2 separate regions of the Astyanax mexicanus genome follow, and region 1 is linked to region 2. The links are chromatin contacts, called in public Hi-C maps. All regions are on one chromosome and are shown on one strand. The core of a region is the stretch at or near the end of the contact, and the rest is flanking DNA. Distances in the headings are between cores, read along the strand shown.

The links. A called contact is a pair of places that touch in the nucleus more often than the background predicts.
Region 1: a Hi-C map of muscle shows a contact between it and region 2, with 18 times the contacts expected there. The contact joins the promoter of cep170aa here to the enhancer-like site in region 2. A contact is called at or near these places in 2 of 3 Hi-C or Micro-C datasets (both in muscle).

The regions. Positions count from the first base shown.
Region 1 is chr7:22,578,488-22,585,429 of AstMex3_surface, forward strand. cep170aa (centrosomal protein 170Aa) reads right to left here and starts at 5,223. Exons shown (of 20, transcript XM_049481361.1): 1 at 5,075-5,223.
Region 2 is chr7:22,499,250-22,506,029 of AstMex3_surface, forward strand. It overlaps cep170aa (centrosomal protein 170Aa), which reads right to left. Exons shown (of 20, transcript XM_049481361.1): 15 at 5,234-5,414; 16 at 3,847-4,023; 17 at 3,553-3,641; 18 at 3,376-3,469; 19 at 3,203-3,254; 20 at 1-2,570. The coding sequence ends at 2,341. Among protein-coding and RNA genes, the nearest start is that of dync2li1, 20 kb to the left of the region's middle. Within about 2 kb of position 5,287, the one cell type or tissue checked has an H3K27ac peak away from gene starts, as active enhancers do.

The DNA.
Region 1 (6,942 bases), core at 3,973-6,472, 79 kb after region 2:
CAGTTTCTTTTCTTTATTAGAAACAGTAATTTCTGTCAGCATCAATGCTTTACTCTAAGCTTTCCAATAAAGATGTCATAAAGATGTTGTAGCCTGAACGTTTTTATAGGATCTTTTTGAATTCAGAATAATTCACTACAGTTCCTCTCTGTGTATTATTCAGCATGAAATTTCTGCTTTATAACAGGAAATGCATGGATGGAGGCACAGCACATGACTCCTCACAGGAAGTTGCACTGCATCATAAAGAACAAATCACATTGAGCCAGTAGTCTGGGAGCACATGTGCTGCCTCGTAAATCCTGAAGCTTCATTCATAATGCTTCTGCTCTAGATTTCCCTTTCACTTTTACTCCTTTTCTTCCAAACATTGTTGAATTTTGAGCTTTTTGATCACATCAACTCTCCACATTGTAAAATGTATGCCCATGCCCATCGTTTTAGGGTGTAATAATTTACAAGATCCAACTCTGATAGGGTACTACATGGTGGTGTCTAAATTTTATATATTTTTTGTACAACACAAATATACTGTCAATGTCACGGATTAAAAATATTATAAATTATATTATTTTAAAAAAATTAATTCCTTTTTGGTTCATTACTTTTGGTTCTTTCTTTAATCTGGATGCAAAATATTTATGCTAAAGTTAACACACACTAACTAAGACAAAGCGGAGGTACAATACAGTAAGATGCAATTTACATCTGGATACTTCATGCATCTTAAGTATCAAGATTATATCTGAATTTATCATGCCACATAAAAAAATACAGCTGTGAACTCATGCTAGACTAATTTAAAACAGACACGTATTTGATCACTCAAACACTTCAGGAGGTGATTTAAGACTCTGTTTATATCTGGACAATTCAAACCAAGCCACATAAAAGTCCCATAAAAACTAAAGTGTAAACGTGGTCTAAGATATCATGTTTCACTTTTAAATAAGTCATTGTATTGTAACATCCCTAACTAGTATACAGCAAAGGAAAGTTCACAACACTTAAGGCCAGTTTAAACTTTTGAGTTGATCCTATGCCTTATGCTGTGAACAACACATTGACTTGATGTGTATAAAGCAGCTTTAACTAACACTGATTAAACTACATTACTATATAATGGAGTTTACACCTACAGGAATGACGCTCTCCAGGAGGAGGTATGGAGGCCACTGTGTTACAGTTTACGAGGCCTAATTCAGTGCAATAAGCACTGTAGATAAATTTATGTGTGTATACCATATATCATAGTCTGGCTTATGAAATAGTAGAAGGAAAATCAATCTGTACAATCTGTACACACCAGAGGAAACATCTCAGCTAATAGCAACAACACCCAAACCAGATGTGGATGGAGAGAGCGTGGACGCACCCACAGTCAATTATTTTTGCATTACTCTGTCTCTGTCGGTGTCTGACATCACTTCTACCCTTGGATGAAACTCATGATGTTAAAACAACAAACAGCACAGAGTTTCCCAAAAGCATTTAAGCACAATGATGACTCGTAAATAGTTAAGCGAGCATCAGACTGAATACTCTCTTTACCAGTTAAGTAAAGTAAAGATTTTAACGTTAAGAATGCTTTTGGGAAACTGGGCCAGAGCAGTATTCTATCTGATGGCCACATAAATTAATCTGACATACCTGATTTGATTTTATCCTAACCTTTGGGCTTCCAGCAATTGCATGGTTTGCAAATGTGGTCACTTTGTGATTCATCTATTGCTTGAGAGTAACACATCAAATAGTTACTGTATGAATGAGATTGATTGGTCTATTACAGTATTTAGTTTTTAAAAAGCAAAAGTTAATCTCCACTCATAAATGCCTGATACATAAAGTCATGCACCAACAAACCACAATCAAAGAGAGATCCAAACTGGCAAATAACAAAGAACTCTTAAAGAACCCCTTGTAGTGGATTTGCCTAACAATACACTTTTTCCAGGAGAATCTGCAGTATCATCACTAGGGATGCACAGTGATATCAGAATCATATCAAGGATTTCCACAAATGAGAACAATGATTCATGATTCACAACTGCTAATAGTAAAAAGCTTTTCAGGGCTTCATTAACATGCTCTGCATTGAATCACACTGAATTACACATAAGTCTAAATCAAGTAAGGTAGCAGAATCTACTTTCTAACCTTGTTAAAACATCCAGCTCAAGACCAGCTGGTCATCCTGAAAAAAATCCCTTTGCTGGTAGGCTAGCTCATTAACTAGCATTGACGACCAGGATCTTACAATTTTGTGTATAATAATAGGTTTCACTGATATTTTTGACACTATGAACTATGAACATCAGAATCCTGTAGAATGTATAAGTTAGGCTTAGTTACACACATGCTGTACATTTAAACTGCATAGGACTTTAATTATTACATTGTAACAATTATTTTCAGTTAATGGAACAATATTTTTTTCTGCTACTCAGTGATATTAAGCCCATTAATTAAACCTTATTTACACTAATTAACACAGAGAGACAGTTTACTGCAAAATGCTGTTTGAAAGTAGGCTATATTTTCCAAATTGGACTTAACTATAACACTGACAAAATTATTTTCAGTTAATGGAACCATATTTATTTCTGCTAATCAGTGTAATTCAAACATTACAATGATTACATTTTGATTTTGATTACATTGTATTTTGTAGCATCTGACAGCTTCAGGTTTACTGATTACTGATTAACTAGTGTTAGCTTTAAACTAATCATAATATTTCATTTCTGTGGATGTATTTTGGTGTTTGGGGTTCACTAAAACCTCTTTCATAAACACTAATAATTCTAAGCAGAATCCACCAGCAGCTCCTATTATTGTTAGAGTAATGTAATTTAAGTTTAATCTAGCCATTTTGACTATCATAGAAGACAAAGGCCTAAACTCATTTTTCAGAGGCACACTCAAAACAGAGGGCCTGTAGTACCAGGTCTGCCTTGAAGCAAAGATAAATAGGCCACATTTTACAAGCACAACATTTAAAAAATCTAAAACTTGTTGCTAATCTAAATTACAAGGACCCTCATAGTGTCATCTAATAGCCCAATGCTGCGGCCCAGTAAAGCACAGTTTCAGTTTGAGAGAGGAGAGCATCTGGCCATGGGAGAAAGCATGGCTCCTGTCCAAATATTCCAGTTTGAGCAGTAGGAGGGAAAGGAGAAGGTAGTCTGTCCCCCATTGCTTTGCTTTGTTAGACGTGTTAAACGTTGACGTCCTGTAGCTAACTGTTATCAGGTTTATATGTTCCAGTTTTCCGATGTTTCTTACTGTACCTATATTGTTCGTATTATGTTTATTTTTTACCAATACTCTTAGCTTAGCTAGTTAAATATATATGGAGAAATTAATGTGAGCGTAGCTACAGCCTGTCTAGTCTAACTCAAAATAGGTAGAACTGAGAGAAAGGAACTGAAATAAATAAATGTATACAGCACGAGTCCCACCGGGATCCCCCCTTTATCCAGCAGCACTCAGCTAACCTAGCTGTAGCCCTGTGGACATGATCAGCAAAGTCGAACCGGGGTTTGCTTTGTTATCGCCGGTTATAGCTGCGTGTAACCTACAGTGTACTACAGTGTATTAACACTAGTTAGGTTACCGTTTAGTAACATATTAATAACTAAGGGAGCGATGTTGTGTAAAGAGCGGAAGCTATCCAGCGGGTTCACTGAGGCTGAATGGAAATATTCAGGCCAGATGTAGCCAGGCAAAAAGACAGACAGACAGAGAGAGAGAGAGAGAGAGAGAGAGAGAGAGAGAGAGAGAGAGAGAGAGAGAGAGAACACAAAGGGAACTCGACCAATGCTTTAAATTGTGTCCTTTAACACTGGTATTCTTAGGACATCTCTGTAGGGCATGAGCAGCTAATAATATAATACACATTTTAAAAATACGATATCTAGGTTAGGTAGCTATACTTCTTAACGCCCTGTTACCATTAAATGAGAATTCGCATTAACCACATTAAACCTACCCAGCTGACACACAACCGACCTTTAACATTAAAATGTGGTTGAAATATGATTGAAGTAATGTCTGTTGTTGTTTCAACGTTGAAACAACATTTAATGCTAAATGGTTGTGCAAACGTTAACATTTTTTACGTTGAATCAACATAATGTCCTTAACCTTCTGCCTTTTGAATGAACATTTTACATTTCATCACCATACAATTAAAAAACGGTTGGATAGAGGGAGGACAAAGTAGTTTTACTTCCATTTGCAGGAAATTCTTAAAAATTTGGCACCAATTCTTCACCATATCTGGGGGTATATTAATGTTCAGTTTGTTTTACTGTGTTTATTAACACTCTTAACCAAAGTATTTTCTAGTTTAAGTGTGCTATGGTTTATTAAAGGTTAAACGTACAACGTTGAAACAACGTTGCCATATCAACGATAGTTCACTTTTCAAAATCAACACCAAATCCAACGCTGATTCAACCATAACATAAATGTTGATTCAACGTTGAAATGCCAGCTGGGTAGGATTGATGGATGCCTGAATGATACTGAAAGACTGATCTTATAATTTAGCTAGCAATCCATAGTTAAATAAATTACTGAAATCCACTACACATACGTAAACGCGTGTTTTTCATTATTACAAACATATTCCAGATGTTTGAAACGTTTTGCACATATTCAAAACCCACGAATAACGTTACCCACAATCAAATCAGGATCTCTGAGCCATGATGCTGCCACAGCTCTGAAAAACACAGATCTGGCATGCTGATTGCACACGTTGTGATGCTGCTTGAAGTTCTGCCGGCCGAAACGCGTCTCTGCAGCGAATTTTACACCATTAATCTAAAATAGAACTGAATTCATCACATATTGCTCTATGAAGAACATCCGATACGGCCTCGAGTCAGTAACGTTAGCGTTGCTAACCTAGGTTATAGGAAAGGCAAGAAAAACGTTTTTTAGACACGCCAACAATAAGCTAGCGTTAACGTTGCCCTTGCTGCCGATGCACCATTAAACATCCATCCATCATTCCGAAAAATATAACTAGCAATATAATATTGATTGACATATTACTGTTACTCACCCCTTTCTGTTCCCCTTTTTGTGCAAAGATCCAATTCAGAAGCAGCCCAACGGTTTTCAGTGCCCTGCCCAGTATGTGCTCCTACGTCTCAGTTGCTCAGCAATAACGTTATTCCTAACAAATAGCGGCGACCTACGGCAGGCTGGAATCAGGCAGGCAGGACATCATAGCCAGAGCCGGGTTATTAAGAGCCCGCCCACTTTCTATTCTCTCCGTTATTTCAGTCAACGACTGCTAACCTCTAGAGGGAGCGCGTGAGTGAGTCTTTAATAAATGAAGGAGAATGGAGCTAAACGGCTTAAAACTCAAATTAACAATAGAAACGAAATACTTATCCGGATTTTCCTTTAATTCCCTGAAGATTTTTTTTTCTCTGCAAAAACTAGAAAAAGTATCTGTATGTTTCCAATTTTCTACATCAAACAGTTTTTAGGCAGTAAAGATGCTAGCGTTACTGCTAAACAATGCTAAATAGCACATTTAAAAGGCTTATACGCTTTAAAATGATTTCTGTGGCACTGAAACATTTAATATTTTTCCATATTAAAGAAAATAACTACATTTGTCAGGATAAAAATAATAAAATATTTATAAATTTAACATCTTTGATCGCAAGACCCTACAGCCAATAGTGAGGAGAGCTTAGAAGACCAGTCTCTCTGCCCTCTATCACCGACATCTACACCACACGCTGCATTCACAAAGCCACCAGCATTGTGGACGAACACACACATCCCTCATGTGGACTCTTCGAAGATACCGGAGCATCCGTGCCTCCGCTAACAGACTGTGCAACAGCTTCATCCACCAGGCAGTCAGACCTCTCAACACACAGAGACGGAGCTAAACCCGCTCATCACACATCCAACACACTCAAGCCCAATTTATACTTCTGCGTGAAAACTACGCCATAGCCTACGTGTATCCAGGGAGAGTGTGCTATGCGGAGTGCGCTTATACTTCTGCGTGCACATATCAGCAACTCTGTGTTGCTCTGCCCTTAGTCCTTAGCCCTTAGTTAAACCACGAAGGCAGGAATGTGTGGGAGGAGATGCGAGATGTCCTCGTCACACGACGCGTAGTTACATTTGCAGAGAGATGCGAATCGAGCTATGGCGTAGGCAACGCCGTAGGGCACACAGTGAAGCTTAGGCTACGGCGTAGGGTATGGGGTGACGCATAGGCTACACCGTAGGTTCGACTCAAAAGTATAAATTGGCCTTAACACAGAACTAAACTGAACCCCCCCACCTCTCTTCACGCACAAACACACACACACACCGAAATGTCTATATCCCTATTAGCAATATTTGCTGCTTCATTTCACAAAAACTAGAAACTCTCTATCTCAGTTACTGCTGTGATCATGTATGTTCTATATGTTACAGTATGTTACATATCTCAGCATATTATTCTTAGTATTGGTACTGCACTGTCCTGTCTGGTAAACTGTCTGTTGTCTTGTCTTGTCTGTTGTTTTTATTGCATTTATTGTAGTGTTATAGTTTTATGTTACACTTTTGCACTTTATGTTGTCTATTGTTTTGTTGTTCCATTTTGCACCATGGTTCCAGAGTAACATAAATTCAATACACTGTGTACTCAGGTGTGATGACAATTAAAGCCTGTTGACTTGACTTGACATGATAAACTATGATTTTGCCCAATTGCTCCATATAAAACCATATAATTTATGCACATAATCAAAACAAATACATATACAGCGCCCTCTAGTATCTGAATTTAAAAGTGACAAACTGGGGGAATACATTCTCGAGTGGGTCTTCTCCTCGCTACAGGCTCTCTGATATTACAGCAGCGCCAGCGTCTGCAGTTCCAACACAGTCCAGTGGGCGTGGCCTCAGCGA
Region 2 (6,780 bases), core at 4,037-6,536:
TTTATCAAAATGCACAAACTAGCATTGTATCTTAAGGCTAAAATGTTAACCTGTGGCTAGATTGTTAGATCAGGAAACCATAAAATACAGTTTTTTTTTTTTTTTTATCATTGTACTTTTGTAATGCTGGATTTTTGAATAAACTGTTAGCATTAGTATTAGCTTTAGCATAAGGCACATTTTCAGGCACCTATTCTTAAAGTTGTATTTAAATATGAAGCTTTCGGATCAAATAAGTGTTCTGTATGAATAACATATGAATTTTACCAACCAATAGAACTCTGTACTTGAATAAAAATAACCATTGACTTACTTTTATTTATCATTTCGACAAAAGGAGTGCATTGCTGCGTTCCATTTGAAAGTTTTTATTGATATGCCCCTAGAATCTAAAATATCACGGCTGAGTAGCGCTGCTAACCGGGGCTTGCTAATAACAATGCTAACCTGATACAACTCTAAACTGGAACAATGCTAACCTGAAACATTGCTAACCTGGCACAATTCTATCCTGGCACAATTCTAAACTGGAACAATGCTAACCTGGAACTATTCTAAAATGGAACAGTGCTAACCTGGCACAATGCTAATTTGGAACAATGCTAATCTGGATTTGAAAAGTGAGTTATATTTTGTCTTGATTCACCACAAAGCAATGATAAATATTTATTACTCAGCTGTGGTAAACTTTTAAGTCTTTATCTAACTATGTTGTGAAAATGTTTTAGAATAGTCTAACACATTCTGAAACATTCTCTGCTCTCATATTCTTCTTCTTAACTTCTGAGGTAAATGGAAAACAGCATTAACTTGTTGTAGCATGAATGTATATATCATCTGTAATTCAGAGGAACCCATTGACATTAGAAGAAGAAAATATAAAAATGTATACCACACAAAGTGTTTCAGGTTTAGAATAATTTTGTTTACACAGGCTGTGATTGCAGCAAATGTAAAAAAGTGGCATTCTGCATTTTTCCCACAGTAAAAAAAGTATTTCCTTATGCCGACTACAGAGAGACACTCGATTTCAGATGCCTATTACAGAGAATGTTAGTTTACTGAGTTTCTGTTGTTAAAAAAAGCTTCATTTATGTATATTTGAAAGACTGCAACTTTTTTAAACATATGCAAGCATAATGTGAAAGCCTGCTCGTCATAAGGCTCAGGTAAGGTCTCAACAGCATAAACCAGAGAGAACTTAGATCATTAGTGAACACAGCTGTAGAACATTTCACCAATGCCTTGTCTAATACTGCTTCTTCTTCTGAATACCTTCTCCTTAAACATGAGAGAAAACTGAACGTGATATGATATGTGCTCTATCATTAGCAAACTTTAATTGATATTAAAACCTTTTGACATCTTTGTACTCTAGAACTGTACCTATATTTTAGTCCAAAAGGTTCAACTTATTCAGTGTATGCAGATCGAGGGATTTTTGTATAGTCATTTTTTGCTATAGCCGAAATCTCTGAGTAGATGTATGCTAACTTTCATAGTGTAAATGCACTTTGTGTAATCAAGAAAATGGCAATCAGAATCCTCACTGGATATAATTTAAAGTTACTCTGTTTTGCCATAGTGATGTTCTTGCTTTGGTAAACTGGTTCATGTTTAGCTTCACAATCTTTTCAACACTTTTATAGTTGAAAAGTAAAATAGTATTTTACTTTTGCTTTTATGAACCATTTTTGATCTCATATTTTTTTTAACGCTCATTTTTAATTTTTCAACATCTAAACAGTAATTCTCCCACATGGTTGCAACGCCTTAGTCTTGGTCTTTGGTCTCTAGGACTTTTTAATGGGACAAGACCAACCTTACACAGACATCAGACTCAGTATGTGAAGAACGCACCCCCTCCCTTCCAACATGTCTGAGGCAGAAATCACGATCATTTTATAAGTACATGACATTAGTAGAAGGGTTTGCTTACAGGGGAGAGCAGACAGGCACTGGAGTTGCTTTATTGTGAAAGTTGAAAGTTGAGTTCACGACAAAGTCAGACTTGCATGTCGGCATGCCTCGACAGGAGCATTCACACTTGCAGCACGCACAGTTGCTTCTGACACCAAGGATGATGTGTAGTGGCAGCTCCAGGACCTCTCGCCTCCTGTCGCCAGCAGCTGTGTCTGCGTCTGCTTGCTTTGCTGCCCTCTTTGTTGAGGTCCGAATCCACAGGTCTGACCTTCACTGTGCACTTGAGGATGGAAAAATGGACTTTTTCCATGTTGCAATCTTGGAGGGCACAGAGAGTAAAATACATACAGTATGTACAAGCAAAGGTCGGTCCGTTTAAGGACAGTCAGGTATCAGGCATTAGAAGTTCATTTCCATTCATTTGTTGGTGACGGCGCCCCCCTCCGCCCTGGGCTGGGTTTGGCTCAGGTCCAGTCCTAGGCTGGGTAGCTCTCGGCTGGGTGAGGTGGTGGAGGTGGGTTTGGAAGCTCCGTTACCAGTCTGAGGCTCCCAGGGGCTGCTCTTGGGTTTGGCTGTGGTGGGGCTGCCCAGGCCAAGGCTGGTCAGAGCGTCTAGGGTTCCGTCAGGGTCCACCATGACATTTATAACTGCAGGACAAAAAGAAAAGATTAAAATGCTTGTGCCAAGTGTGTTTGTGCCATGAAACATTCCTATCTGGCTTTAAAAATGTGAAAAATTTAAATTTTACATCAGCATTCAGCTTTTGATTTGGAGTTTTACTTTTTGATTGTTAGCTTTATTGGTATTTCTATATGTTAATGTTTATATGATCAATTATATTAGGTTAAACTTTGTTGTCATTAACACAATATGAAACACGTCTATTGTGTTTATTTGTTTGTGTATGTTTGTTCACATATATAACAGTGAACAGTATTTCAGCCACTCATCCTCCAATACCTGTGACTCCATACACACAGTGTGGACTAAAGCAGGTGAAAAAAAAGTATATAATTCTTGTTATATATAATATAGTATAATTATAATAAATGATTAATTCAAAATTTGTCATCTTTAAAAAGTGTATAATTGTTTTTTATGTTATGCTGTTTTCATTATGCCAGTGGCATTTAATAGTCTTAAAATGACAAAAATATTGTGTATCGCAATCATTTTTGGGGCAAAATATATCTTCCACAAAAAAATTCTTATCGTGACAGGCCTAAAGAGTATTCTTTTAAATGTATTCATTTAAATCTGTTTTACAGTCAGTCTTTACCTTGAAGCTGCTTTTCCACCCTCTTCAGCTCTGTTAGAATTAATGATATTTCCTAGAGAAGATTAAAATATTATTAGTAAATGCCTCATGCTTTGATTGATTGGAATAAATAATATAAATAACACCACTTAAAAAAACACTTAGGTTGAGATGGTTACAATTATCAAACATACCTTGTTAGTGGTTTTGAGAAGTGGCACATCAGTTTCTGAACTAAGTTTGGTCTCAATGTCGTCCCAGTTCCTGTCCTTGTCTTTAAACAATATCCTTGAAGATGAACAATAACCATTAGAACTTTATTGCTATACCATATTTAAAAAAACGTCTCACATTAAAGAAATTTGACTCACCTGATTTTTCCCACTGTTTTGTCCATAGAGTGGCGAATTTTAGAGGACAACTGAGAGACTGAAGTCAACAGCAAAGTGTCCAACACCGCCTGCAAGAACACACATAAAAATCAGCAGGCTTGTCAGCATTTCACAAATAGTAAGATCTGATTTAAAGTGTGGACCACATGCATCCAGTTTCAGGGGTTAATACACTTACAGAGTGCTTCACACACATCTACATGCATACATGCATATGAGAGTGATTTATTTCAGCGTGTATATCTAATCTGCAAAAGGGGATCAGGCTCATACCGGCCTAACCTCGTCTCGGTTCCATGTGCGCCTGCGCAGTGCAGCCTGGGGATCCATACTGTCAGGAGCTCGAGGTCGGAGCTCTACCGAGCGCCCGTTTATCTCTGGAGCCTTCGTCTGCACCACTGGAGGGATCTTACGAAAGTTCAGACCTCCATCAAAGACTTGATCTACCAGCTGCAACAACAATGACAAAACAAAGAAAGAAGTCAAGGGAAAGAATGCATGATAAAAAGCCATAATTGCAATAATGAGTCTCTTATAATGAAACTAAGTAAGAAAACTGTTTTTGTTCTTATTGAACTGTTACACTGAAATAAATTCAGATAAACATAACTACAGAACAAATTAGCATGATTTGTTTTTCACGGGCTACTGATTTTAATATAAACAGAATGCACAATAAACAAAAAATAGTTATATATAGTCCTGAAATTGTTCTTTATATGTATTGTTTTATATATACTCATAGCAATTGTTAAACTAGTTTATTGTTTTAAAGAACACTTATTTGAAATGCTTTATAAATAACCAATCAACAATAGGCTTTTCTAGTATATGAAGAACTAGGCAACCATTTAGCCATTAAATGGGTTTTGAATGATCATGGTTGTAAACCAATTGCCTTACTAAGGAACCATTGAAGAACACCCTCAAAGTCTCCAGAAGAACTGATTGGATCACCCTCTTCTCCTTTAATTAACATATTAACTTCTGGTTGCCTTGAAAAAGGGTAAAGGTGGGTCTCTGAATATGTCTGTCATTTGCTAACCCAATGGTGGATGTTGACAAAAAATTATGTTTTAGAGGTGGCCAAAAATCGTAACACACTTTGAAGATGGCCAAAAATAAGTAGATGTTTGAGAGGTGGTGGAAAATCTGAAGACATTTTTAATAGGTATCCAAAAATCAGATGTTTTAGAGATGACCAAAAACCAATGTTTCAGAGCTGTCCAAAAATTAGAGATTTTATAGATGTTTAAAAATCTGATGTTTTAGAGATGACCAAAAATCAGATATTTTAGAGATGACCAAAAATCTGAAGTTTTAAATGTGACCAAAAAAATTTGATGTTTTAGAGGTGTCCAAAGATTATTGTCGGGTCATTATAAGTCAGGTCTCACTAAAATATGATATAATTTAATGGAAAAAATACATCTTCTGTAATATTTTATTAAAATTTTATGCATTTTGGTCACCTCTAAAGCATCTGGTTTGAGGCCACCTCTGAAACCTCTGATTTTTGGACACTTATAAAACACCAGAAGTAAACTTGCATCAACATTACCAATAACAGCAGAAATAACTCTTGAATGTACAGCAGATTTTTTCGAGCTGCCTGCACAGCAGCAGTGTGGTGTGAGATGTTCAGTGAAGCGTACTGTACCTCCTCCCTTGTGTCGATGGCAGAGCCGGGCGTGGTGGCCGCTGTGCTGACTGTGGTGCTTGGCGCCGTGCCAGAGGAGCTGACCGAGTCGATCTCGCCCGCCACGTCATGGATCTCCCGCGCCAGGATAGCCAGGTCCTTGGCCAGGTCCTGACTGATCCTGCGCACACAGGGAAATAACCTATTAACCATCAGACGGGTGTCGGGAACTAGGGGGGGTTCACATACATGCAAAACAGCAAATAATAATAAAACAAAAACACAAACATTAGGTGGGCCCTACAGCACATGGCTCAAGCACATGCACACAAACACAGTGCCAAACACAGTCACACGATTACATAAAAGAACAGAATGGTTTCCTGAGCACCAGTTAAACTCAGTCACTGCCCAAAAAGAATGAAGAATGACTATTAATATTGTTTTTGAGTACTATAATAGGCAAATCTGTGCCTGAGATCATGTATTCAAAAATTTTACTTTTAATAACAAAATTACATATCATGATATGGTACTGAGATGGCACGCCTCTCATAAAGTGCCCTCAAGAATTACTGGTGCCCACATTAAAACATAAAGTAATCATACATGTTCAGTGAATTTTATTACAAAAATGATAAATCTGCATCTAACTCTGTTTACCCAAACATTTTATGGTTTTTGGACTCTTCAGCTAAGGACACATGTTCAGTGGGAACTGGTTGACTGAGGCTGGCATAGGTACTCAATCACTGAAACATTACAGCTTTAAAACGTGCATCATTTTCAGTGTAGAAATAAAGTTTAACAACATAGTTATAACATAAATATTTTTGGCTTTTTATCAAAAGTGCCAGTAATTCTGGAGGGCACAGTACATCCTATTCCCAGACTCTGCATTAGTCAAGCATATACTCCCTACTCTGATTTTAAATCAATATGTCCCACTCCACTCTGTTCTAAAGTACATTCAGCAAACTTCATGTTCAATTAATCATAACAACTACAGCAAGTATTTCTGTCTTTCTGTAGAGAAAAGTGGGATCTAAAAAGGAGTGCTACTCTGAGGGCACTGGTGAGTTAAAGCAAAAATCCTACATATTTACTTTTGTTGAAGTAATAGTAAATAGTAGAGTCTTTGGAGCATTGCTCCGAGGATCTGATTGCATTCAGCAACCCCATGAGCATCAGTGAGGTCAGGATATTAAATGATCACTACCTCACTCCACCTAATCCCCAACTCCCCATCTCATACCGAAAACATAAAATGAATCACCAGCATTCCAGACAACACAATTCCCCTGCTCCACCCCTCAGTGCTTTGGTCTCAAAGCATGATAAGCATGATTCCAGAAGGTTAGGTTCATGTTTATATATCTGCTCCAGAGAGTCCTGTTTTATTTACTGTATTTCTCTACAGGGAGGCTACATGCATTTGTAGGTAAGGGTGTGCACAAACATATAGGACATATAGGGTCAGTTTCCCAGGCAAATATCTGAGCTCAGATTTTGGAATTTCCTAGTTTCAAGTTAGAAATTTTGACTGAAATGCTTATACAGGTTGGATT